2 separate regions of the Drosophila melanogaster genome follow, and region 1 is linked to region 2. Evidence: chromatin contacts called from public Hi-C data. All regions are on one chromosome and are shown on one strand. Each heading gives the region's core, a stretch centred on a gene start, on an enhancer-like site or on the middle of the called end of the contact. The rest is flanking DNA. Distances are from core to core; before and after follow the strand shown. Region 1 overlaps Nlg3 (Neuroligin 3). Region 2 holds the start of wa-cup (walker cup).

Region 1 (6,625 bases), core at 476-2,975, 150 kb after region 2:
CATAGTAGTTTTAGGTCAAGCGCTTATTAATGTTTTAATAGCAGATTTTAATAGCAAATGTGTGTTTGTATAATTTACTTACATATTTAGATTTCTGGATATTTTAAGTGTACGCTTTATGGTCATGCAGAAGGTTGGATGAATTCGTTTCTCGCCTTCGCCGTCTAATGACAATCAAATTAGCGCCATTTTCCTTGGCGCCAAAAACTTTTTCCATTAAACGTGCAATTTTTTCTTTGTATACATTTTTTTTTTAACTTGCCTCAATAAATTGATTGAGCAAAGTTACGCTGCGTTTGGCTAAAAGCAATTTTTGTGCTGTATTGTCGTCAAGCTTGAAGCGATTGCCAACTTGGACTGCACTTGGTCAGATAAACTTATCCATTGCCGCCGCATTCCCAGTATTAATCAAAATGTTTACCTCTAATTGAAGTTTCTTGTTACCGGTTTAATTTCGTGTTCATAATCTTATGCAGAACACACGATTAAGTTTAGAACAGTTTGCACACAGAGGGCGGAGATGGGTGTGGTTAAATGTGGGATCTACCTATCCTAAGCCTTGTTTTGCCTATACACTTTCCCTCGAATCGTTTTGTTATCGAGTCAGTTTGATTAAAATGCCTTTTATTATATTTTTAGGTTAGATTTAATGAATTTACTTGCTTAAAAATAAAACGAGCATATTAATTAGATTTTTTTTACATATTACCAAGGAAAGTGTAACTGCCTCTATAGGTATGAAACGCACTGTAGATATACGGATGGGTGCAGAGCGTGTGCTTGTTAATAATTAGGAGCTTTATGGACCTCCGAATTCGATTAGTCCTAGCAGCATGCTAGGCCATACATAAAGCTCCTTAGTCAATGACCCATTCTAATTTATTCACAAAAGATCTTTGTCCGCCGAGCAGATATTTGCATTCGATAATTTATAATTTTTCAATCTTAACCAATTTCATGCCATGGTCGTGACTCAACTTGCTAATATTTCCCAGCTTCCCATTCCTTTACCCCCTTCCAGTCATTCATAGCTTAGTATAGAGTGAAAAGTAAAGGGGAGCCCGATTTCTGAAGAAAGGTGAACAGTTGGCAGTGTCATCGCATCATAAACATGAATAATTGCGATGCTTAACGGGCGTTGAGAGCCAGGAGACCTCAGATGGAAGATGAGTTTCCCTTTCCACCTTATTTGGTATGTGCCTTGCGTTTGTTATAATACCTCCAAGGCGAAGAAATAAAGAAGAACTAGCACCTATTAGTTTAGTATGAATTGAAATAACGTAAATAATGATATGAGATGGGCAACAAATACGAAAAGTGTATGTAAAATGTAACCATATTTTTATATTTTTTACTAAATAATATTTTTTAATGACTTAAGTTTTGATTTCAATAATTGTTGATAAATTACTGGTTTTTTTTTAAGCATACGGTTTTTCTGTGCTAGGTATCCTGTGTTCGAATCGTTGGCCGATCTATTTGATTTGGTTCTGTGTGCGTTCGTGCGCAAGTTCCAAGTTGCCACAACTAAAGGAAAGGGGATTGGATGTTGGGGCATACATGAAAAGTAGCTTAACATTAGACAGGACGACATACGACACTTGTCGGGCAGTTGGTGCCCTCCGATTCTCCTCCTCCCTGCTTGGGAAGGAGCTATCATTGACAGCCATCGAGTGTGACCCTCGATGGGACGGATGAGCAGGGTGGATACTGAGGTGGATCGGGTGGGATGGTGATGTAGATAGATAGATAGAAGAGGGCTGACCTAGTCTTCATTTTGTACTCTCCGTGTTTCAGGGTGCGCTGCATCGGATGTAAGTTCCTTCGGAACTCCTCCTCTTCCCCCTTTGGTGCATTTGTGATTCGATTTGATTTGGCTGAATGGATAGATTATGGTTTTCATATATGTGCAAAATTTGGGTTGGTTGGGGATTGTATTGCATAAGGAGGATCGAAAATATACCAGGGCCATTATTACCATCCTTAGTGTGCAATGCATTTCAGATTTGACGACTCTATTAAAGATGAGAGTAGATGAGAGTTTCCAGTCTCAAAACCAACATCTAGTCTATCTAATTAGATTTTGACGAAGCAATACCCCAAGTCAATTGCGTAAATCTGACTAATAAGCGGTTTTGACGGATTTAAGGTCTACATGAAATGTTATTCATAGCTGTTGCCAATTGGATTTGAGTTTATCTGGCTGCTGAATAAGAGTGCAAACTTTTTACTCAACAATGAGAAAAAGACAATGGACAAACTTTGTTATTTCTGGTTTTTCTGCCACGGGAATTGTAACGAAACCATACCAAACGCGGAAAGCAAAAAGAAAGATATTGGTCAAGCAACTAATAAAACTTTCTGTGGCATTCAAAAAGCGTATAGCACTGAATTCTGTTTTCACCTGAAAAAAAAAACGGGTGTAGCATGCAAAAGCTGCAAAAACACACTATATAAATATTTTAAAAGTTTAAAAATGCAACTATGGCACTGGGGCAAAAAGAACAAATATAAATGGCAAAGTAAACTGAAAAATAATACAAACTAATTGCCGGCCAAATAAAGTTTACCCAACGAAAAACTGCTATAATGCGTATAGCATTTTTTGCTCACCCACTTTTCTTCGATTTCGTTTAAACTTTTCCAACGGCTTCTGGAAAAAACATTAACGAACTTTCCGCAAATTGTGCGATTTTTTTTTTGTATGTCGACCAATTTTTAGTTCAGAAATCCCGAACTCAATTTTGGTTGGGATTAACGTTGAAGTGCTATAAAACTGGGAATAGTCAAACTTCCGAAAGTCCTACCACGGATTTGGCCAATCTGAAGATCAGAAAGGTAGTCTGGAAAAAGCGAAGTATAATTTGAAGATAAGCTCGCGACTCGAATGCTCTATCAACGCAATTCAATGCGGACTTTTGCGACCTAAAATGTGCCTGAAATGCGGTAGATTATATATTTAGCATATTTATTTATTTATCATACACTGCAGCGCAAATTATATAAATCTAGTATATATATATACAGCTTAATAGCCATCTATCGAATTCAGAAAGTATTCTTTAAGTCCATCAAACAGAGAATTTAGCTTTCGTTCTTAGTTTATGTTGTACTTAGCATTACGAGTATAATAGAAGTGGGCTAATTGAAATGGGGTATTTATAACACATTTAAAAAAGGATTAAAAGCAACCCGTTGGCTTGTTCTTACACCAAGTGTAGGACTTTAAATTATATCATAAGAAAATAATTAGATTTATACTTAAGACATCAACTCAAAGTGCTCTATAGTTTCCGTGAAAATCTGGATCACCTTAAATTAAGTTGTTTGCTACCCCTTTGGAAATACTTTTATTAGCGTATAAGGCAATTTCCAGCAGATTTCGCAACATAAATTATCAACTTGTCGGGACTTCGGGCAACGGCAGGACGGATGTTCAGCTCGCCAGCCATTTGCTTTTGGCCTCACGCCCATCAAAGGGTCGAAGGACCTCCGCCCCTGCTGCCACGCCCCTGGCTCGTGACCTTTTTGGCAGCATTAAAAGTGATAATTTTCACACACACACACACACACAGAGGCAAACACGATGAAGGGGGCCACTTGGAAGACTTTTATTATTTAATTTTGCCGGGCTGTGCTAATAAATTAAACACAGCTTGACTAACGCCCACCATCTTGGTTCCTGATTTTAAGTGAAACGGACAAAGAACAACACGTACGACCAATGTATGCAAACAGTATCTCAAAAGCTGAATTACCAAAATGAAACTTTTTCCAAGGGGATTAAATGCCATGACTCGCCTTTTTGCCCCATTGCTTTGCGACTTTCAATTGGATTTTGTCATGGGTAATAAAAATCAGACGAATCAGCCCAAAAAAAGCGGAGAAGGTGATTCAATTATAACGTTAAGCATATATGGGATCCGAGAGCAGGGGAAGAATGCGGTTTTTCTTTCTATTTTGTGAATTAAAGACACAGATGGAGTAATGGCGAACTCACTTACGCCCGCCAAATTTACATAATAAATCTATTTTCAATGGATTCTACGTTCTTATCCATCTCTTTTTCGTTAAGGAAACTTATCTCCATCGAGCGCTGCCTTTGCGCATTCTATTTTGCTATCAATAGAACCATTATTGTACTTCAGTCTGCAACCCACCCAACTATCTCCCCGCAAGTCTGTATTTTTCCTTTATCCTTGGGGCTGCAGCTCTGCGAATATTTGGTTAAGAACTGTGGATGTGTGCACCCAGTACGAGTATCTGTGTGAGCGCCAGAGCCATATTTGTTACGCATAAAGATGTACGAACTATCTGTATCTCAATAAGCGAGTGTTGGCGCTCACATGCCTCCATTACTTAACACATTCGTTTGACTTGGCAATTTAAATGATTTTCAATGGGATCCTTTTAAAAAGTAAAACTACTTCAAAATTGAAATGCATTTTATCGAGTGCCCATGTTGGTATTATATCTTAGAGCACTGGACCCTTTCGAATAATTCTTACCTGTTTTGCTACGATTCGTATTAAAACACGTCAGCCATAATTTTTATAATTTTTGCAACTTTATTATTATTTAAATTTTTATTTCATCTTAGTGCCTGCAAGTTGTTTTGCTGCACACTTTGGTTATACACCATTAAACTAATTTTTTCTTCTCTTCTCTCATTTGGTTTTTATGTTTTTATGGTTTTTACTATACTTCATTATTAGTCCGAATTTGTTAATGCTAAGTCCCTTTCGCACAATCGTTACACAATTTCTAACGCAATAGATTTCATGAGATTTGGTTTTAGTAGTATCCTTTTGTTTTGCCAGTTATGCAGCACTCTATATATATTATTTATATATTTATATTTGTTGTATTATTTTGCTAATTATTCTATGTTTACACCATTACATTAATATATAGAGATTTAATTTTAGATGTATGTGTATGCATACAGAAGCTATAAACTTATACATTCTCAATGGGGCTGTAAATGGTTTCCGTGTTCCGTTTTTCGTTATAGTTTTCTTTTCCCGTTTGTTTTCACTGCCGCTTAATGTGTTTATATAATTTACAAGTATTTTAATAAGCGACGTAAATGGTTTGCCATTTTCATGCTGTTTCACTTTAATGAGCTGTTCCATTGCTTAATTTTCCCATCCTTTTTTTCTCGGGTATCATTTCCATTTTAGTTACCATTTTGGGCAATTGTTTGTAAATAGTTATTATTCAGAACGAAAAAACAAACAATGAATACAAAAACTAAAAATAATGAATATCTGTTATTCTTTCAATGCGCATTTCAATTGCCCCGCCTAACTCCTAATGGAATTTTTAACTATTCTCGCAGCTGGAAATTTTGTATAGCTATATAGAGGAAAGTATTGTTTTTTATTTTGTGTGGGCTTATATACGCATTTAATTTTAATAGCTATATAAATATTTATTTAGTTACATAACAAAGTACCTGCATGCTTACAATTAACAGTTTAATTTAATTTTGCTTTTGTTTCGTTTGTTTTCTGTCGTCCAAAGCTTAGTTCAGTTTTAGCATGAGTTTAGTTTACGTCTATTGTTTTTTTTTTTTTTGGGGTAGTTGTACAGCTTTAATTTTACAAATCTCGGAGAAAACTTAAAGGAACAGCTCCCTTTCACCTGTACATGATTTGATTTCATGGTTGCCATTTTCCTTGGACTTGTGTTTCTTCTTTTGGTTTTCTGTTTGGTTAAAAACTGCATTTCCATATTAATACTTCTGAAAACTAAAATATATTTATGGGAGTGTTTGTTTGTACATGTAGAGTAGTACGTTTAATTCTGCAACTAGTTTTATTTACACACAATACACCATTATAATTCAGTCTTTGGAAGAATAACATTCATGTTCATTTTTATTTTCGCATTCAGAATACTCTTAGGTTTTTCTATTTTTATTCTACCACAATTTTTAATACTAACGCCAACACAAGGAAGAGAAGGAAACTTGTTCGTAACTTGGAATCGTGTAGTTTTGATTGGTCCTAATTAGTTGCTAAACACATATTGACATGGAAAAAATAGTACTTCAAAAAAAATATTAAGTATTAAATTGGAAAAGAAATAAAACTTTAAAGAGCAATACGTACTTGGTCAACTAATACATATAAAGGAAATTTCAAGAAATTCTACAATTCTAATTTAGCCTCAAATGCCTACTATGCAATCGAAAATGAACTCTAAAAACACTCGCTGAACACTTTGCAGATCAGTGGAAATTCCAAGTTAACTTTCCTTGATAAAGACTTCGACAACAATCTACACTTGGTTAACTATTTACAGTGTAATTTTTAAAACCAACTAGCAACAAAGTTGAGCGGAGCGAAGCATCTGTGCGTATTAGATAGACACAGCTCTTACTCCTGACACACACTTACCATATAGCTACCATATAGTACTTCATATATATAGAGACAGCTGAAACGCATTGGGAAGGGATTTAGTGTTCCAGGAATGAGGTGGCTGTGCGTTTAGAGATCACATTTAAAACGCACGGTCAATTAATGTCACACACGCAGCTCGTCCATCAGCGGATGTTGCTGCTGTTGCTGCTGCTGCTGCTGCTGGTGTTGCTGCTGCTGATGCTGTTGCTGGTGTT
Region 2 (7,284 bases), core at 28-2,527:
CATGCGATGGGGAAATTAATTGGTGGGAAAAGTCGGATGAGGTGTATGACATATGCGCACAAAAACTTGGAAAACTTGTGGCTGCAACTCTCACCGAAGCCCCAAATGGCACAAATCGCACCACACGAATGGTTTCAGTCAATGAAATAGATGCCCACCGCATATTTACTCGCCAGACTTCGAGCTTTTCAAGAAAATTCAGGAAACCTGAAACACCTTCAGGTAAAAACACTGTTTAATGTCCTGCCCTACAAGGTGGGTGCAGAAATAGCGGACTGTACTGTTGTGCGATTGAGTTGCTCTGACAACACACAGCTGTACGGTAGTGATCTTAATCTCTGCCTCAACCGAAAGTGGCAAGGGTCCTGGTCGGACTGCAAGTCGCAGTGCCACAGAAAGATTTGCACCCGGGATCCCTCAATTCGATCTGCTTGTCATTACAATCGAGATACTGCCGATTGCACACACAAATCGAGCAAGTTGTTTACTGGAACCTTGGCCAACATGACCTTCGCTCCAGGTTACAAGCCAAAGGAAAAGACTTCATGGCAAACTCGAACCTGCGTTGAACATCCGAATCACCAGTTTGGGTTCTTGAAAAGAAACAAAATCGCCGCCACTGCGTTCCCGAATGTGGCATTATAGTGTCTGAAATAAAGAAGATTCCTTGGACTGTGAGTCTATTCACAAATGCCTTGACCATGTCTAATTTCTCGTTCAGATGCGTGAGCAAAATAATCAGTGCTTACTCTGTTCTTGTCGAGAAACAATGCATTTACCATGCGTACCATCTACGTGATGCTATATGCCATTGTTATCGGAGAGCACTTGGTAGCTTTCAATAACTATGATGAGAGTTCTTATAAGGTATACCGTGTAGAAAGTATATATAAAGGGTAAGCTGGAAAGTACTCATTTCTTATATATTTTTCTACGCCTAATATTTATTTATTTATTTTTATAGCTCACAAAATGCCCTTGTCAGCATTGGTGATCCCTTTATATTTTCTCCCTTGGTGCGTCCGATTTGCTTGCCTCCTATTCCCGAGTGGTATGCCCTGTCCTCGAACTCAACTGCCTACACGACCTCAAATGGCATTAAAACCAACTATCTGATTAATATTGAAGATGACATACGCGCGAAAATAAAACTCATACACGATCACAAAAGCCAAAAAGCAAATGAAAGTAGCCATAATTCTCAAGCTTAAATAAACATTTAAGATTTCGCCTTAGCTTGATCCTTCAAAATGTCAGATAAACAGAAATTGGTCCACATAAAGCACACCTCTTTTTTATACTTGTTGTTTTTACTTTTTTTTTTCTTTGATTGGGACCCGAAGCCCATAAATAATTGAGATATCGCAATGCCCAGCCAAATGAGCTTATCGGAAGGTCTCCAGGCACCAATTGCTGGAGTGCAGCCTCATCTGCAGCCATGGGAGGCACATGCGTGGTCCCCGGATCGTCTGGGCTCTATGTACTCCGACTGGGCCATGTTCTTTTTCACCCAACAGCGGTACGCAAACGGACTTAGGTATTTCAACAGCGCTCTGGATCTGAATCCGTTCAATGAAAGAGCTCTGATGCGGCGTAGTCAGCTGAAAAGATCGATGGGCCTAGCCTCCGAGGCTCTGAAGGATTGCTCCCGAGCAGAGGGTTAGTCGAACATTTTGAAATGGGAACGTTTTAACCTTGCGTCTTTGTATTTAGATCTGTTGATGAGCCGAAAGCCACCAGTAACCAATCCCAATGTCAGTCTGGAAGTCTGCGATGCTCTGTACGAGTCCAATCGCTTGGAAGATTCCAAAATAAATCTGCATTGTCATTTAAAGCGATTTAGCTCCGGCCAAAGAGGTCCTGTTCTCGACCGTCTCAATGTGGTAACACAACTTTGCACCTCTTCAAAGCATCAAAAAGTTGCATATATTGCCAACCTTTTCAGTTAAATGAGAACTTTCATGACACATTATCAGATGATACCACCATGTCTGTGCAGCGCCTGATCAATCGCATGATGGCTAGTTTGGCTAAGGAGCCCAAGGATATTAAGGATACTTGCGACGTGGTTAGCATAATGGAAAACGAGGTAACTTTTAGCTTAACATATTCTTTCTTGAATGTCTAAAAACAATTGCGAACTTAAGGAAACCCATTTGTCCCCACTGGAAATGGCTAGGCGAAAAAGGCATTTTAAGATATACAACCAGACGTATCTGAACAAATGCTGGGTGGATGTGGCCTTTCTGAAGACACTGCGAGATGATCCTAATGTGCTGCCCAAGCATTGCAAAAAGTCATCCGAGTATTTGGGCAAACTGATGGCTAGCAATTATAAAGCGGAACGCACTCTTACGGTTGGATCATGTCATTTTAATAGACCCTGTAACAGTGACCCTGTAACAGTGAATTACTTCTGGTAATTTTCAGAAAACGCTGCATACCCGAAGTCCCATGTACGCCTTACATCAACAGAAATATCCCAACGAGGCATTTTATAATAAGCACCGGGAGGAAAACCTATATCGCATTCAGTACCAGACGAGGCGGAATATGTTCAAGATTCTGCGCAGCATTCGATTGCTAATTCGAGTTGGAGAACTCAATGTGAGGCTTAAAATTTTACAAGTTTATATTTAATTATGTTATGATTTAATTAACTTCTAGAAACTAACCACATTTATTGAGGAAGTCATGGGCGACTATGTCACCATCAAGACGAATCGCGTAATGCCGTGGAAATTTGAATTCACTAATGAGGTCTACAACTACTTGGGTTTAGCTCGCATTAATGAATACAAAATTCCCAGCAATATGACTGTCTTGCAGGGCAAACAACGTCTGCTAACACTTTTTAGACTTCCCCTCAGTAATAGTCTGGACATGAAAAAATCAAAGACAAAACGAACGAGTGCTCTGAATATAACCAGATCGGCTACCACCGATCCCAAAGCGGAGCATTTTAAGTATGATTTTATTTGATAATATGTAATATCCTTGATCCAAAGTTTTTTTTTATTTTAGGAAACAAGTCGTCCGACTGGAAAATCGTATGCGGTTTGCCGAGTATCACATTGAACGGGCCTATCTACTGCACGAATTGGCCCAAGAGCATCTGAATTGTAACTCATTTGATGGGGCCTGCTCCATGGCACGAATGGCCCTGGAGGGTAAGTCAAAGACAAACGACGGCCACAAAATATAAAAATTTATTCCACAGAGGCCATCAAATGCAAGAGTGTTATATGGAGCTTTCTGAGTCTCATGGTTATATGCAAGGCCCACGCGATTCTCGGCAAGATCGAACGGGAAAAGGAGATTCTGGCCGAAGCCTTCGAGCTGGCCAAGAAAATGAAGAACCTTGACCTGTGCTTATTCATAGATATATGCATTAAAGTTAATGCGGAGGAGATGGAAATGAAGCGCATGGTTACCACAGATTTGACTGCTAAGAGACAAAAGTTTGGCTCAAAAATGTTCCAAAGCAACGATCAGGTGAATGAGGATCGCAACCAAATTACCTAGAAAAATGGGACCAATGTTTCGAAAAAATACAACTATTTTAAAGGTATATTAATCGGGTTTTTTTTTTTTTGCTTTCAGGTAAGACTTGTATAAGACTGCATAGCCAAACTACTTGCTTAAATTCATAAATAAGTTAAGAAGGCAAGGCAGTGGTAATCTTCGTAGAAATTCCGCCTGCAAAGGGCGATAACTTTAAAGTGCGACTTACCCCGTGTATTTCCGGCCAGCCAAAAGTTTATCTCAATGAAAAACCCCAAGCACATTAACGGCTGTCGGTGTTGGGCATTCAATCACTGCAAAGTGCAGCTGCAACTTGCTCTTACATATAAATAGTTTATGTTTCTTTTCGCTTCTTGTTGCCACTGGTCGGAGGCGGCAACCTTTTCAGTGTAAACTTTGCACACTTTTGGATTTGGGGAGCGCCGGATCTAAGCCAGACTCCCCCGAAAAACTCAATCCCCACGCAGCGGATTTTCCTCAGCTGCCGTCGGTTTCCACCTGGTGGCAGGAAGTTCCGTGCAACATCGCACAAAAGACGCAAATAAATGAAGCCATTTGTTGTGTTGTTAGCTGATTTTCGATGCAAAGGATGGCCAGAGGTGGCAAACTTTCGCACCACCTGCCCGGCGAAACTGTTGGCAATTCCCATTAGTCGCTTGTCATTTAAATTTTTTCGACTTGATCGTAACCTCGAGTATATGGAGAGAATTTTTAACACCCGACATCGCACTACGTTTCTTTGACTTTTTGCGGGTGTGGTTCAGGGCAAACGATGTTCATGCTACGGAAGTGGCTCATTTGGCAGCGGAAATAAGCTTTCGTCCTTTGGTCAATTGTAAAATTAACAACATACCTTGTCATTTGCACTTCTGATTTTATATTTAATTAATTTGGTGAAATTAACGCTTTGTTGAGATATTCCATGTACCCGAAGCTTAGAAATGCAGAGCTGTAAATTTGGGTGTTCTTCATTAGAGAGCGATGAGTATTCTTAAAAAATTAACAAACAAGTTACAAAGCTATAGCTATTGCCAATGCTTGTTAGCCTCCTTTAAGATTTAAGTCTGTCACTTGCAGAAGGATGTACCTTTTGTCTGTAGGCATAGACTTGCCATCCTGCCTAGGGCTTGATTTAACTACTTTAAAGCCGGCTTCCAGCAACCACAAAATGCAGCTGCATCGGGGAATGTCTTCCTTGGTCACTGCATTGTGCTTTGTGTGTTTTATGATGCAAAATTACACAAAGCCAAATAAGAACAAAGAATGCGAAAAGCGGCCAACAAAGAAAAGCAAAGCAAAATAAAACAAAACAGCCCGACAGCAGCCAACTAAAACTGCAACTCAACTTTGTAGACACACCGGAGGCTGCTGCAGTTGCTCCTGCTGCAAATGTTGCTGCTGTTCCTGTTGCTGCTGCTGCTGCTGTTGCTGTAATTGCTGCCGAGACATGCCATAAAAAGGCAAAAGAAATTGCTAGCAAGCAATTAAAAGCGCAGCAAGGCAAATAAATGGCCACGCCCAACGATCGACGCCCACTTTTCCGTAATGGACTTAAGCTAAACGGAGTCGTCGCTTCGGTTTTTTATGTAGTTACCAACTTGACGTACTAGCTGACTAATTAGTCATAAAATTACACGACCCAGGACGAACGGGCCGCACAAAAGCCGGGCAAACACCCAAGGAGAAGGGGATCCCAGCTCTGCTCCTGCCTCCCAAGTGTCCTGGCAGCCAATTCAAAGTGCACTGGGCGCCCGGAAACAGTTGGCGCTGACGGAAATGCGTGCCCACCCCACACATACACACACACATACGCGAGCACACTCGCATCCAATAACACCCATACACTTGTGGTGCAATCAATAGCTAGCATTATAAGCAGGACCTTTAAAACCAAAAATTGTAGTGCTGCGTAAATTTTCTTTCTTATGATAAATTTTTCTAACTTATATTTTTTTACTTAAGTCACCTTCGGCTAAAGCTTAACTGAAATGGAACTGCTAATCCCTTGAACTCCTCTGTACTTGCGAATCGGAGGGAACTGGGACCTAAGGCTTGGGGCGTTAGGTCTGCCACTAATTGCTGATTTCCCGTGCCGCTGGCAGTGGAAACGGACTCGAAAACTAGCGATGGACACGTGAACGGAATGGCGAGCGAAGCTCAATTGCGATGGCTCACTGGGGCGGAGGGAAAGTCGAGAATGGAAAGTGGAAAATGGAAAAGGCCCCACTCTCACACAATCACAGACATAGGATCAGGCGCAGGGAAACCAAAGCGAGGCCGCACATTTGCCACATCACTTATTAGCTTTATTGCTTTTAACAATTTCAACTTCCACTTCCTGCAACGGCAGGCAACTAAAACGTGTGCTGATTAGTGCCACACAGCACCACTACACACACACACACACACGTATCCTTGTCTGCTAGAGGCAGCGCCATAAATTCCTAAGCTGCAGGCAAAACTGCAGCCAAAGTCAAAGGCAACCTAGCGGAGTGGGAGTTCGGAGCTACACTGAAACTGATTTTCCCATTAAAATGTATTTGTACTAACCACTAACCACTGTTATAACTAAATGTTTTTGGTAAGGATATGTTTTTAAGGATATTAAGAAATCAGTGACTTAACCAAGAAAGTAATAGTCAATTGGAAATGGATATAAGTGGCTACTTCGCTTAGTGTAGCAATTCATTGGAGTGCGAAAGATACATATATTCAAAAGAACTGGCCTATTTCGCGTGCAATTTTTCTCGGTGTGGGAGTTGCGACTCGTGGGGGGCAGACACATGCAACATTTAACATTGCAGACAATTTATAAGGACATTCATGGCACACGGCGGTGGCGATGGCGATGCGAGGAGGCCAGGCCCATAACTTGGCACTCGGCACAATGCGAACAGCTCGTCCTGCCCTCATCCGGCCCGAGCATGTGTCCTGTTTTAGTTTTCTCCTTTTCCCCGTGCCCATCGCGTCCCCACACCCTCTCGTCTTTTCCCGCTCGCATTGTATTTGAAATTCAACATTTAAGCCACTTATGGCCAACTTGAACTGGCATTTCAAAGGCTGCATCGCAGCAGCTAAAGCAAAAGCAGCAGGACAATGCCGCCTGGAGAGATTTATGGCTGGCTAAAAGCGTGAGAGAGGATCTGGTGGCAATGATAAATGCCGCCACGAAAACGTTTAAAATAAGGCAATAATATTTAGCATCGAATAAATGGATTAAGACAGGAACCGTGCACAGCCAATAACTCTAGTCCTAGCATATTGTAAGAGTGAACAAATTAGAATAAATAAATCAATCCAGAACGGAAAGAAAGTGCAATTGTGAAGCGAATTGAAAGGAGCTTGTTTAAAAGCGATAACTTTTATCCAGATCCAACACGATGCAACATTTCGAAAAAGTTCCCGGGGCCCAACTGATACCAGCCAATCCATTCTGATGCCCTTCGTTCGAACCGAAACTAGCTCAATCCGTCAAACCGCCGGCACTTAAGTCCGCTGGCCTGGGAACTTTTACGGCTGCAGCTGTATCTACACATTGTGGGTTAATGCATCGAACATCGAAGACAGGGCTGTCATTTGAGCCCCGGCATCAACACCAAACGGGTCCCAGCATCGACAGGCCATTCGATTCCGGCCAAGTCACCGGGGGGACCTTAAAAAGAGGGCACCAGATGCTGGATGGCAGGAGAACATGCAAATTAGATTCGGACGAGGTAGCAACGGGGCCAATTCCGTGTCCGGCCAAGCGACAAGGATAAG

The links. A called contact is a pair of places that touch in the nucleus more often than the background predicts.
Region 1: a Hi-C map of the Kc167 cell line shows a contact between it and region 2, with 1.8 times the contacts expected there. The contact joins the enhancer-like site here to the promoter of wa-cup in region 2. A contact is called at or near these places in 9 of 107 Hi-C or Micro-C datasets (the Kc167 cell line, the ML-DmBG3-c2 cell line, the S2 cell line and 5 more).

What each region holds. Positions count from the first base shown.
Region 1 is chr3R:7,565,711-7,572,335 of dm6, forward strand. It overlaps Nlg3 (Neuroligin 3), which reads right to left. Exons shown (of 13, transcript NM_169190.2): 13 at 4,571-6,625. The coding sequence ends at 6,534. Among named protein-coding and RNA genes, the nearest start is that of CG45545, 17 kb to the left of the region's middle. Within about 2 kb of position 1,726, at least 7 of the 39 cell types and tissues checked have an H3K27ac peak or open chromatin away from gene starts, as enhancers often do.
Region 2 is chr3R:7,419,488-7,426,771 of dm6, forward strand. It overlaps wa-cup (walker cup), which reads left to right and starts at 1,278. Exons shown (of 8, transcript NM_141464.2): 1 at 1,278-1,659; 2 at 1,714-1,883; 3 at 1,946-2,089; 4 at 2,148-2,357; 5 at 2,431-2,607; 6 at 2,668-2,966; 7 at 3,025-3,170; 8 at 3,221-3,570. The coding sequence starts at 1,368. The coding sequence ends at 3,525. It also overlaps the pseudogene CR46300.